2 separate regions of the Ovis aries genome follow, and region 2 is linked to region 1. A link is a contact called in public Hi-C data. All regions are on one chromosome and are shown on one strand. Each heading gives the region's core, a stretch centred on a gene start, on an enhancer-like site or on the middle of the called end of the contact. The rest is flanking DNA. Distances are from core to core; before and after follow the strand shown.

Region 1 (4,756 bases), core at 1,043-3,542:
CTTACTGCTTTCTTTCTTCACTGTCTCTCCCCCACTCTAATAATTGTAAGCTTCCCTGTGCCGACATAGAGCTGACAGTAAGTATGTGTTGAATTACTGATGCTCACCATCATTCTATGAAGCAGATGTTAGTATCCTTTCTCTCACGTGTGTGCTGCTCTCTCTTCAAAGGCAAAGATACAGAGTCACAGAGAAGTGAGGTAACTTACAGAAGTTTTAACCGTGAGGGGCGGGGCCAGGATCTGAGATCCAATACTGTTAGTCAGTTAGGCAGCTTTCCCCACTGAGACCGGCTTGGTACCCAAAGGGCTCACTATCTGCAGAGCTATAGAGTTTTCCTTAGCGCAAAGCCTATTCAGAGTAGGTAATATTCATGTCTGCAGAACCAAATGACCTCTGAATAAATAAATGAATTAGGTGGGAGAGACCATCATGAGGGGACTGTTTTTAGAGAGTCTTCCTAGAAAAGGTGTGGCTAGATCGGTAGACTGTTTTCAGTGGAAAAGAGCATAGCAACAGGCAGTGGTGGCCAAAGTTGCCTTCTGAGACCAGGGAGAGACCTGCACATCTGAAGGAATTACCTCATCCGTTCAACCTCGGTATGTGCTTCTTCCTCGTGCTGACAGCTCTGGCCTATGAAACCCTCACAGCCTTTGGCGCCTGTGATGGTACCTGTCCTGGCCCCCTCTGCCTCCAATCCCTCTCAACTACAATCTTTTCTCTTCACTGCTGCCAGATTATTCTAAGTGGATGGGTCTGCTCCTGTCAGGCCCAGAAACAGGTCTGCTTTGCCTGCAGGAGAGAATCCCAGCTCCCAAAGGGGACTTTCGGGGTCCCCCATGGGGCCTCAAGATCCCACGGGCACACCGACTCTCCAGTGACACTGATGGCTCCCTACTGCCAAAGTTTTCCCTCTACATTCTCCTCCTCTTTCTTTCTTGATCTCCTCCTCCTGGCACCTTTTCCCACATCATGGCATGATACCACCTGTCCTCCGAGGCTAGGTTCACACACCCTCCCTTCCAGGAAGTTTTTCCTTCACGAAAGATATTTGATTTCACCAAAGATGTGGCTCTCTTCCCTCTGCACACCCGCAGCACTTTATATTTACCTCTTACAACATTTACTTCTGTGCCTTACACTGTAGGTACTTTTGAGCACATGTCGACCCCCACCCACCACGACGACCCCCACCCAGGCTGTATTCCATAGACGCATGCCTCCACAGGCACTCAACACACTCTGAACGCAAAGTGGAGAGGAAAGGCTGATCAGATGTGTGTGCTAAAGGGCCAGCAGGGGGATTTTCCCAGTACTAATTAAGGGGGCTGTTACTATGCTCCAGGGGTTTGGCTATGACTTAACTACGAGCCTGTGTGGGAAGAGGTTGATGATGTGGGTGAGGAGGTAAAAAAATGGAGACAAAGATACCTATCTTATGGGGCTGTTGTGACAATTTAACTGAAGAAGTGTGAAAAGGAGGAACACAGTCCTAGACACTCACACATTCCTCCTTTTCTGTTCCGAAGGGAGGGGAAAGCAGCACCAGCCACACTACTTAGAAACTCCGAATCGAGGCCCACTCGTTCCTGTTGCGAGGCGATTCTGAACCACCGCCATCAGCCCAGGGCGCGGCCGCGGGACAGGCGCGGTTGCACTTGGCTTTGGCCGCGGGGCGCCCATCCCAGCGCAGAAGCCGGCGCGCGCGCACACAGCGCGATCCACTGCCAGTGGGGAGGCCCGCCCCGGACAAGCTCGAGGGCTGCGGAAGCAGTAAAAAAAAAAAGATCTGCTCAAGTTCTGGACGATGGCGTCTCGGGAAGTGGTAACTTAGTCACTGGGGTCGCGCAGAAAAGGCACCCCTTCCAGAAAAACACGGGGTGGAAGACAAGCGGGGTTCGGGGATCGTGGGAGTTAAGAAGGACTCCCAAAGGGAGGGAAGAGCGCAGGGAAGGAGAACGAGCCGGAGTCTGGTTTCTTTTTCCCAGACCTCAGAGCCTGAGGAGCAAGTTTCTTACTGACCACCCTATGGTGATTTGTGGATGACACGACCAGGTCCCGCGCGCGTGCCCCCCGCCACCTTCGCCACCCGAACTTGCAGCCGCCTTGGGCCGCGCCCGTCCACCGGGCCCGGAGCCCGGGGGCCACTGACACCTCGCGCTACCGGTCCCTGTGGGCTCCCGGAGGAGGCCTCCACTCACCCAATTTGAGGAACAGGCAGACCAGTCCAAGGGCCCCCAGGGCACACCCAGGGGCACTCCCTGCGGCCATGGCGGTCCAGGCAGTTTCTGCTAATGGGTCGCAGCCGCACAACTCGGCCTGGGCCTGCCGGAGAGCCAGCCCCACTGCGCTCCCCGCCCCGCGCCCCGCCTCGCGCGCCCCGCCTCCCCCGCGGCGGGCTGGCACCGGATGCAGTCTGGGCGCCGGCCCTTTCCTCTTTTCCCGGACTAAGTTCGGGTCCCAGTCGTTCCTGCCATTCCGCAGCCACCCGCTTTGCTCTGTGGAGCTCTTTAGCAAAAGTGGCGTGCGTTTTTACAACCAGGTTTATCCTCGTTCCTCTCGCACTTTTCCTTGGCATTAGGAACGCGATGGAGGCGCCCCCGCAGCTGGAGGTATCGGACTGTCGGTCCCCGAAAGCTGCGTCCCACTGGGCGGGAGGTGACAGGAGAACTCCGGTGGGACACGGAGGTTCCGAAGCGCTTTATTCTTCCAGCGCTTTCCAGCAGCTGCAGCAGCGCGGAAGTTTTGCCTGCAGGTTAAGACGATGAAGAACTTGCCCACAATGCCGGAGACCCGAGTTCAATCCCTGGGTCGGGAAAATTTCCCTGGAGAAGGGAACGGCAACCCGCTCCAGTATTCTCGCCTGGAGAACCCCATGGACAGAGGAACCTGGCGGGCTACAGTCCATGAGGTCGCAAAGAGTCGGGCACGACTGAGCGAGTAGCACACATGCCCCATTGATGACTCTAGATAAAACAGCCTCTTTGAAGCACTCTTTCCTCAAATACTCGGAGAAGGCAATCAAATACTAAAACGAAAGGAAATGGGACATGCTAGACAACTGCTAGAATGTGTACAGTTCCCTGGTGCAGCCCCAACCTCCCCACCCCTCTCAAGTGCCTACCTTTCCTCATTGCAGGGCAGTCATCTTTTCCTTAAGACTGACTCCCACCCCAGCACTCCCCTACTCAGAGCTGGGATTTCCAGCCTCGGGTTTCTCCCTTCTCCATTTGCTCTGTTTCACTCTTCCTCCTAACCCTCAGGCTGAGGAGTCAGACCTGTTCACTCCCTCAGTGTTTGGCCTCCCCAAATCTCTGTCCCTCGAGCTGCAGTAGGGACTTGAAATCTCTATCTTATTGACTAGTCCTCTTGCCTCAAATCCACCTGCTCCCAGGCTCAGTTACTACTGTATTCCCAGAACCAGCTCCTGGCATGGGCTTCCCTGACAGCTCCTTTTCTTTCAGACAGAAGCACCAGAGTGACCTCTGCTCAGCCACTGAGGCTCAGGGAACTCTTCCTTACTATGTGGGCAGGAAACTCCTCCCATGAACTGGACTCATGAACTGGACCCTCTGTTGTCCTAACAAACACCAACCTGTTTGCCAGTTGTGAAAGAGTGGAAATGGGCTTTATTCTTGCTGTGATTGCCATCATCCTCAGGTGGGGACCCCCAAACCACTCAAGATACTTGAACTACACTGTAAGAATCCATAAATTATTTCTTAAATTAGCCATGAAATTGTAAAAGGTGTCTCTATCTGTGAAATTCCTGGGACCAATGTACGATAAGGCAGGTACAAGTGTGTAGCATAGAAAGTGAGAAGGTCAAGTTTCTCCTCTACTCTGGGCTGGCAAGAATTCAGTTTAACTTAGAAAGGTAAGATGGAGTCAGAACTTTAAACTCTGGGGAGCCCCTCAAAACCCCTCAAAGGTTTTGAACTGGGAAGTGATATAACAGCAAACATCTGTTGAGTACTCAAGCCCTGTGTTAAGTGCATTGCCTGCATTAATCTTAATGATGTCCCTGTTTTTACAGATTAGGAAACTGAGGATCAGAGAAGGTAAATGACTTGCCCAAGGACACACAGCAAGGCACAGAACTGGGAGTCCAACCAAGCTTAAGTCCAAAGCACCACTCTTACCCTTTCGTATAGGACGGGCAGCTATACTACTGTTTGGACTGGGCCAGCAAAAGCTCTCAACCCCCTCTGAGCAGGGACAAGTAAAGGACCACCAAGTCACCTGGGACCGGGAAACATCTCCAGGTCATGGTCTCCAAGTACCAGGTAAGGAATGGTTCATTAAGTCTTCCTTGGTTGGCCATGTCTCTGGCCAAATGAATGATGCCAGCTCTTTCATTAAGAGACATGCTGTGGTTCCAACAAACATTTTCAGATACGCCTATATATGCCTGGTAGCAGACTTCATGAATCAAACGTGGCTCAGAAAGGCTGGATCTGCAGTGTAGCAGGCAGATGGCCTACTGAGGACTGGGCACCAGAAGAAGGGCTGGATGTATTTTACATCCTGTGGCCAGTGTGGAGAGGTCCAGTTTTATCTGCTTGTCACTGTAAAGAAACATGGCCTAGAAGAAAGGAGGGCTTGTTCAGTCTGCCTGTGTGGCCTGGACAGGCTGCTGCTCTTCCCAGCATGTCACCCTCTGGTTCTCTGGCTGTAGTTCCTGCCAAACTTGGAACCACACCCAGGAAGCTTAGGAATCCTAGAGAGAACAAAACACTGCTTCTAATCCTGCATA
Region 2 (4,756 bases), core at 881-3,380, 47 kb after region 1:
TGCGCCATAATTGCTGAGCCAGAAGCCTGCAACTACTGAGGCCCGTGCACCTAGAGCCTGTGCTCCAACAAAAGCTACCACAATGAGAAGCCTGCCCACCAAACGAGAAAGCCCTCACAAAGCAACGGACCCAACTCAGAGAAAAATAAGTAAGTTAAAACAAAACACTACGGCTAGAAACTTCTGCAACCAACTTCCCCCAACCCCCATAAACAGAAAGGAGGGGGCAAAGGCACCTGCTAGTCAGCAGTTACCACACCTTAGAGTCCCTACAGCCTTAATACCACCTTAGCATCCCTCCCTTCCCTCCCCGTGCTCATACTGGTTGAGCCCCTAACTGTCTCCTTCTCAGACCTTATACTCCAGCCTCAGTCTCACCAGGGAGAGCCTCCTAGGCTGCAGACAGGACCTCGCTGCTCCCAGCTTAGGGCCTGCCTGTCGCTCCCCACATTGCAGTTCTCAACAGGACAGCAATGCTCTCAGGGACACCAGGGAAATTGAGGTTGGGGGAGGGCGGCGGAGGGAGGGTACAGAATATGAGATGGCCTAAAGCCAGTAGATTCTGTAAACCAACCTGGGTTGACTCTGCAAGAGGTCTCTGCCTCGTGTCTCGTGTGACTTTCACATGACATTAATTGAAGTGAAAACTTGGTGGCTAGTACCTAGCACTTTTCATTTTGCTATCAGCACGATACTTTTTGTTTTTTTCCACAGCTTTAACATATGCTAGGCAAATCAAGGGAAGGGTTTCCTTTGCTTTGTTCAGCGTTATCTCACGAGTTGCTCAGGATCTTGGAAACCGGTCCAGACAGCAGTGCTGCTCAGAAGTGGCACCACTGACACAATCAGGCGGAGCAATGGGGTGGGGAGCAGGGCCTCTGCCTGGCAGCAGCAGGAACTGGGGACCGATCCTCCCACAGTCGCCACCCCCGAGCACTGACACAATCAGGCGGAGCAAGGGGGTGGGGAGCAGGGCCTCTGCCTGGCAGCAGCAGGAACTGGGGACCGATCCTCCCACAGTCGCCACCCCCGAGCACTGACATGTTAGAGTTTATTGCTTTATTACAAACTACTAAAAAAATTTCTCCATTCTGCCACCATAAGGGCATTGTAACATCATTGACTCAATGGACATGAGTTTGACCAAACTCCGGGAGCTGGTGAAGGACAAACAGGGAAGCCTGAAGTGCTGCAGTCCATGGGGTAGCAAGCAGTCGGACACGACTGAGCAACTGAACAACAGTGAACAACAACAGCAACAATTCTTAAGGATTCCATGAATTTTATTTTAGAGTAGGAAAGGGACTACTACAAACTGTTATTAAAAAAAGGAGAACATAATAAGTGCAGTCCCAAGTCTTATCTGCCCAGTTTAGAATATTCTTACTTCACACAATTATGCGAGCCTTTCTATGTGCTAAGCAGTGCTCTAAGCCTTTTATAAATATTAACTATCTGGTCCTCACCAGACCTATGCAATAAATATTATCATCCCCAGTTCTATAAAAATACTTGCTCAAAGTCATACTTCTGATAAGTGGTAGGGCCAAGATTCAAACCCAGGCTGTCTGCTCTGTCCTTGCTTCTAACCTTCATGAACTCTGACACTCCACGCTGTCTTGTAGAAGTGGGGCTCCCCTGACCCCTGCCAACCCAACCTCTCCCCAACCCTAGGCTTCAGTCACAAGCACGCTGCTGCCTCCCTTGTGATGTTCTTTACTCACAACTCTGAGCCTGAAAGCTGTGCTGCTCCTTCCTGCCACCCACCCCCATGCAAACTGATTCTCCGCTCAACCCTGTGCCTACCCCCTGGACTAGCCTCTGGCCAGCCTGAGAGGCAAGCCCTGTGACACACCCATCAGTGCAGCTACAGCACCCAGCACAGAAGGTGGCACACAGCAGGTGCTCAAACATGCTCGTAGAAGGCACTGGGAGGGAGGGGCAAGGAGAAACCAGCAAAAGTCAGGAGGTAGAAACAGCTAATTAGGGTAACCTAGACATGCCCTGTCTGCCTTACCTGTCTGCAGATAGAGCACTGACCCTTGCTCACTGGCTCCAAACGGGTGTACCCGGTGTAACCATGACAACCAGGCCCGAGGCACAGGGGGAGGGCCGGGGCTCCTCCAGGGCGCTTGCTCTCATGCTCGCTCCTGCTCTCAACACCCACTGGGCAGAAGCCACAGGCACACGAGATGGAAAGAGAGCCTCAGGTTCTCCTGAAAGAAAGGAGGGGCCAACCTCTCTGAAGGACAGGACAGCCTGTCACCTACTAGCCTGTGACAGGCACAGCCACTGTCACAGGCCCCGGACTCAAGGAAGTCAAAGAAAAGAGCCCTCAGCTCGCCCAACCTGCCAGGTCAGCAATAAGAAATTGGAGAAAACGGATTTGGCAGCATCCAGAGGGTATTAAATATTCATCCCAACTGCCCATCAGCAAAATCCCTGCAGAATACACCCACTGACAAGTCAGCTTTCTACACCGGAGGCTGTCCTCCTAGAAGCTTGTTTATTGCTTTGTCAATTTTAATGCGCAATATTTAACAGCCAGACCAAGATACGGTTGTAAATATTTGGAAAATGAGTGCTGACATTTCCCTTATTGCTTCTGTATTTAGGAATATGTAATTGGAGGGTATTTTGGGTGCTAAAGAAAATCAGAAGGAAGCAAAGCAATGCTTCAAAATTAAAAGGAAAAATAAGTGATTAAGAGCTAAGAATCAAATATGCTGAACTAGCTTAAGAGTCCTGCTTAATGCCCCTGTGGTGTCACATCTGCTTTCAATGGTAGTAAAGGCTACGCTAAATCAACAAGACAGGAAGGGTGACGGGATTCCTTGAAGAAGCCCTTATGGATGTGCCTTTGGAACATGAAGTGCACCTCGGGAATGGTCAGCGATTGGATCCACACGTTTATCATGCCATCCAGCCAGGGATTTCAAAGAAACAAAGAGCCGCGGTGCGGCCCGGTCAGTCAGGGGCCCTGACAAGGACTGGTCTAGGGCACAAAGCACACAGTCTTCTTGGGAGCAGGTGACACCAGCTGTAGAGGGCTGATAAAAGGACCTCCATGAGTGAGCCAACAGTCCCTGGGTTTCTACGTCATGCTGTTAGAACAAGCATATTCAACAAAAGCATCTTCTAAAAGGCCGGGCAGGGGGACGATGATGTTCCTGTGGAAAACACCAGAGCAGGGTTAAGAATCCATGGTTTGAGAGGCAAGACGTGGAAGAAGAGTAAAAAGAAGAGAAGCCAGCACTGGATTGAGCTCTGGTGTCCCAGGCCTTAGAGCCATCTGGTGGCAGAAGTGAGAAGAAACAGAGGTGCTCAAGGAGGCCCAATTTAAACTCCTTCACCATGAGCAAATTGTGTCTGGAGGAACCTCTACAGAGACTTTGTGATTCCAGTTTAAGAAAACAAATTTAACAGTCTGCTAAAGGGGTTCAGGGATGGTAAACCTGAGAGAGAGGGTGGATTAAATCAAAGTATATGTTACCAAAGAAGATTCCTGAGGCGGGGGGGCGGGGGCAATACTATAATAGAATTAAATTAAGAGCCTGGGCTCTGGAGCCAGACTGCCTGTCTGGATTTGAATCTTGCCTCCGCCACTTATTATGGATCGCTGGGTAATTTATTTACCCTCTGTGTCAGTGTCCTCACCTATAAAACGGGTGAAACCAGCACCCCCTCGTGGAACTGCATGGACTAAGAATGAAGAGCATTATTGCATATAAAGCATTCAGGGTGGTGATGGGCACGCAAGAAATGCTCAATAGAGATCAGCTGCTATCACTACTGCAGTTACTTCTTCCGTCACCAGTGCTGAAACACCTCCACACAGCACTCTACAAAGAGAAACTGCTTCGGTAAATGAGATTAACTGAATGCAGAAAGGATTTGGCGCGGGGGGGCAGGGTTGGGACGGGGTGTGCTATGCAGCACACAGGATCGTAGTTCCTTGATCAGGAACGGAACCTGTGGAAGCACAGGCTCCACAGTAGAAGCACAGAATTCTAGCCACTGGACCACCAGGGGAGCTCAAGAAAGGATCATTTCTGATACGGTCTAAAAAAGGCCAAAGTCTCCCTTTATCATCCACCCCAACTGCTTCTGAATGACATTCATACCTGGATTCCCACCCCTATTTCCCAGTTTTTGGACTCTGGCGAGTCCTGATCTCTCGGAGCCTCAGATATTCCATTTATAAAACGGGCAAGCAGTATTTTCTTCTCAACGCTGCAGGAAAGGCGACTGAGGCCCATCCACACCAAGTGTCCAATACACGCTCTGACTCGTGGCCAGCCCTCTGGAATTTCTCCACTCCTACTTCCCCAAATAAAAGCTCTAGTAACAACCAGGGTGTGTGAGGAAAAGAGTAAAAATGAACACAAAGCCCTTTGGAAAATATTAAGTGCTAAGTGCATAAATATTTGATAAGGAGCGATCAGAACACTTAAGGGGGATGCACTCTCTCTGGTGCCGCAGTCCCTCCCAGGAGCTGCGCACGCTCAGCCTCAGCTCCCACCTTGCTCTCTGCGGCCCCCAGAGGGCCAGCCAAGTGCATTACCATGCTGCTCTGAGCAGAGGCCAAGCACCCGGGCACTTGCTCCCAAGTCTCCCATGCCAGTCGCTGCTTGTTCTCGCTTCATGGTGAAATTACAAACAAACTGACTCAGTGTAAGCCATGTGAGAGTTAAATATATAGCCCTCAGAGCAGATCCTGGGTCCCCTAACTCTTCAGGGGGCAATAAAATGATAT

Evidence for each region. Hi-C and Micro-C count contacts between places; a contact is called where the count stands out from the background.
Region 2: a Hi-C map of hypothalamus shows a contact between it and region 1, with 3 times the contacts expected there. The contact joins the enhancer-like site here to the promoter of CD58 in region 1. A contact is called at or near these places in 6 of 16 Hi-C or Micro-C datasets (hypothalamus, muscle, omental adipose tissue and 2 more).

What each region holds. Positions count from the first base shown.
Region 1 is chr1:93,936,288-93,941,043 of ARS-UI_Ramb_v3.0, forward strand. CD58 (CD58 molecule) reads right to left here and starts at 2,293. Exons shown (of 7, transcript XR_009597210.1): 1 at 2,202-2,293.
Region 2 is chr1:93,983,026-93,987,781 of ARS-UI_Ramb_v3.0, forward strand. All of the region lies in intron 7 of IGSF3 (immunoglobulin superfamily member 3), which reads right to left. Among named protein-coding and RNA genes, the nearest start is that of CD58, 47 kb to the left of the region's middle. Within about 2 kb of position 2,131, at least 6 of the 54 cell types and tissues checked have an H3K27ac peak or open chromatin away from gene starts, as enhancers often do. A contact at or near this core is called in hypothalamus, where this site is marked.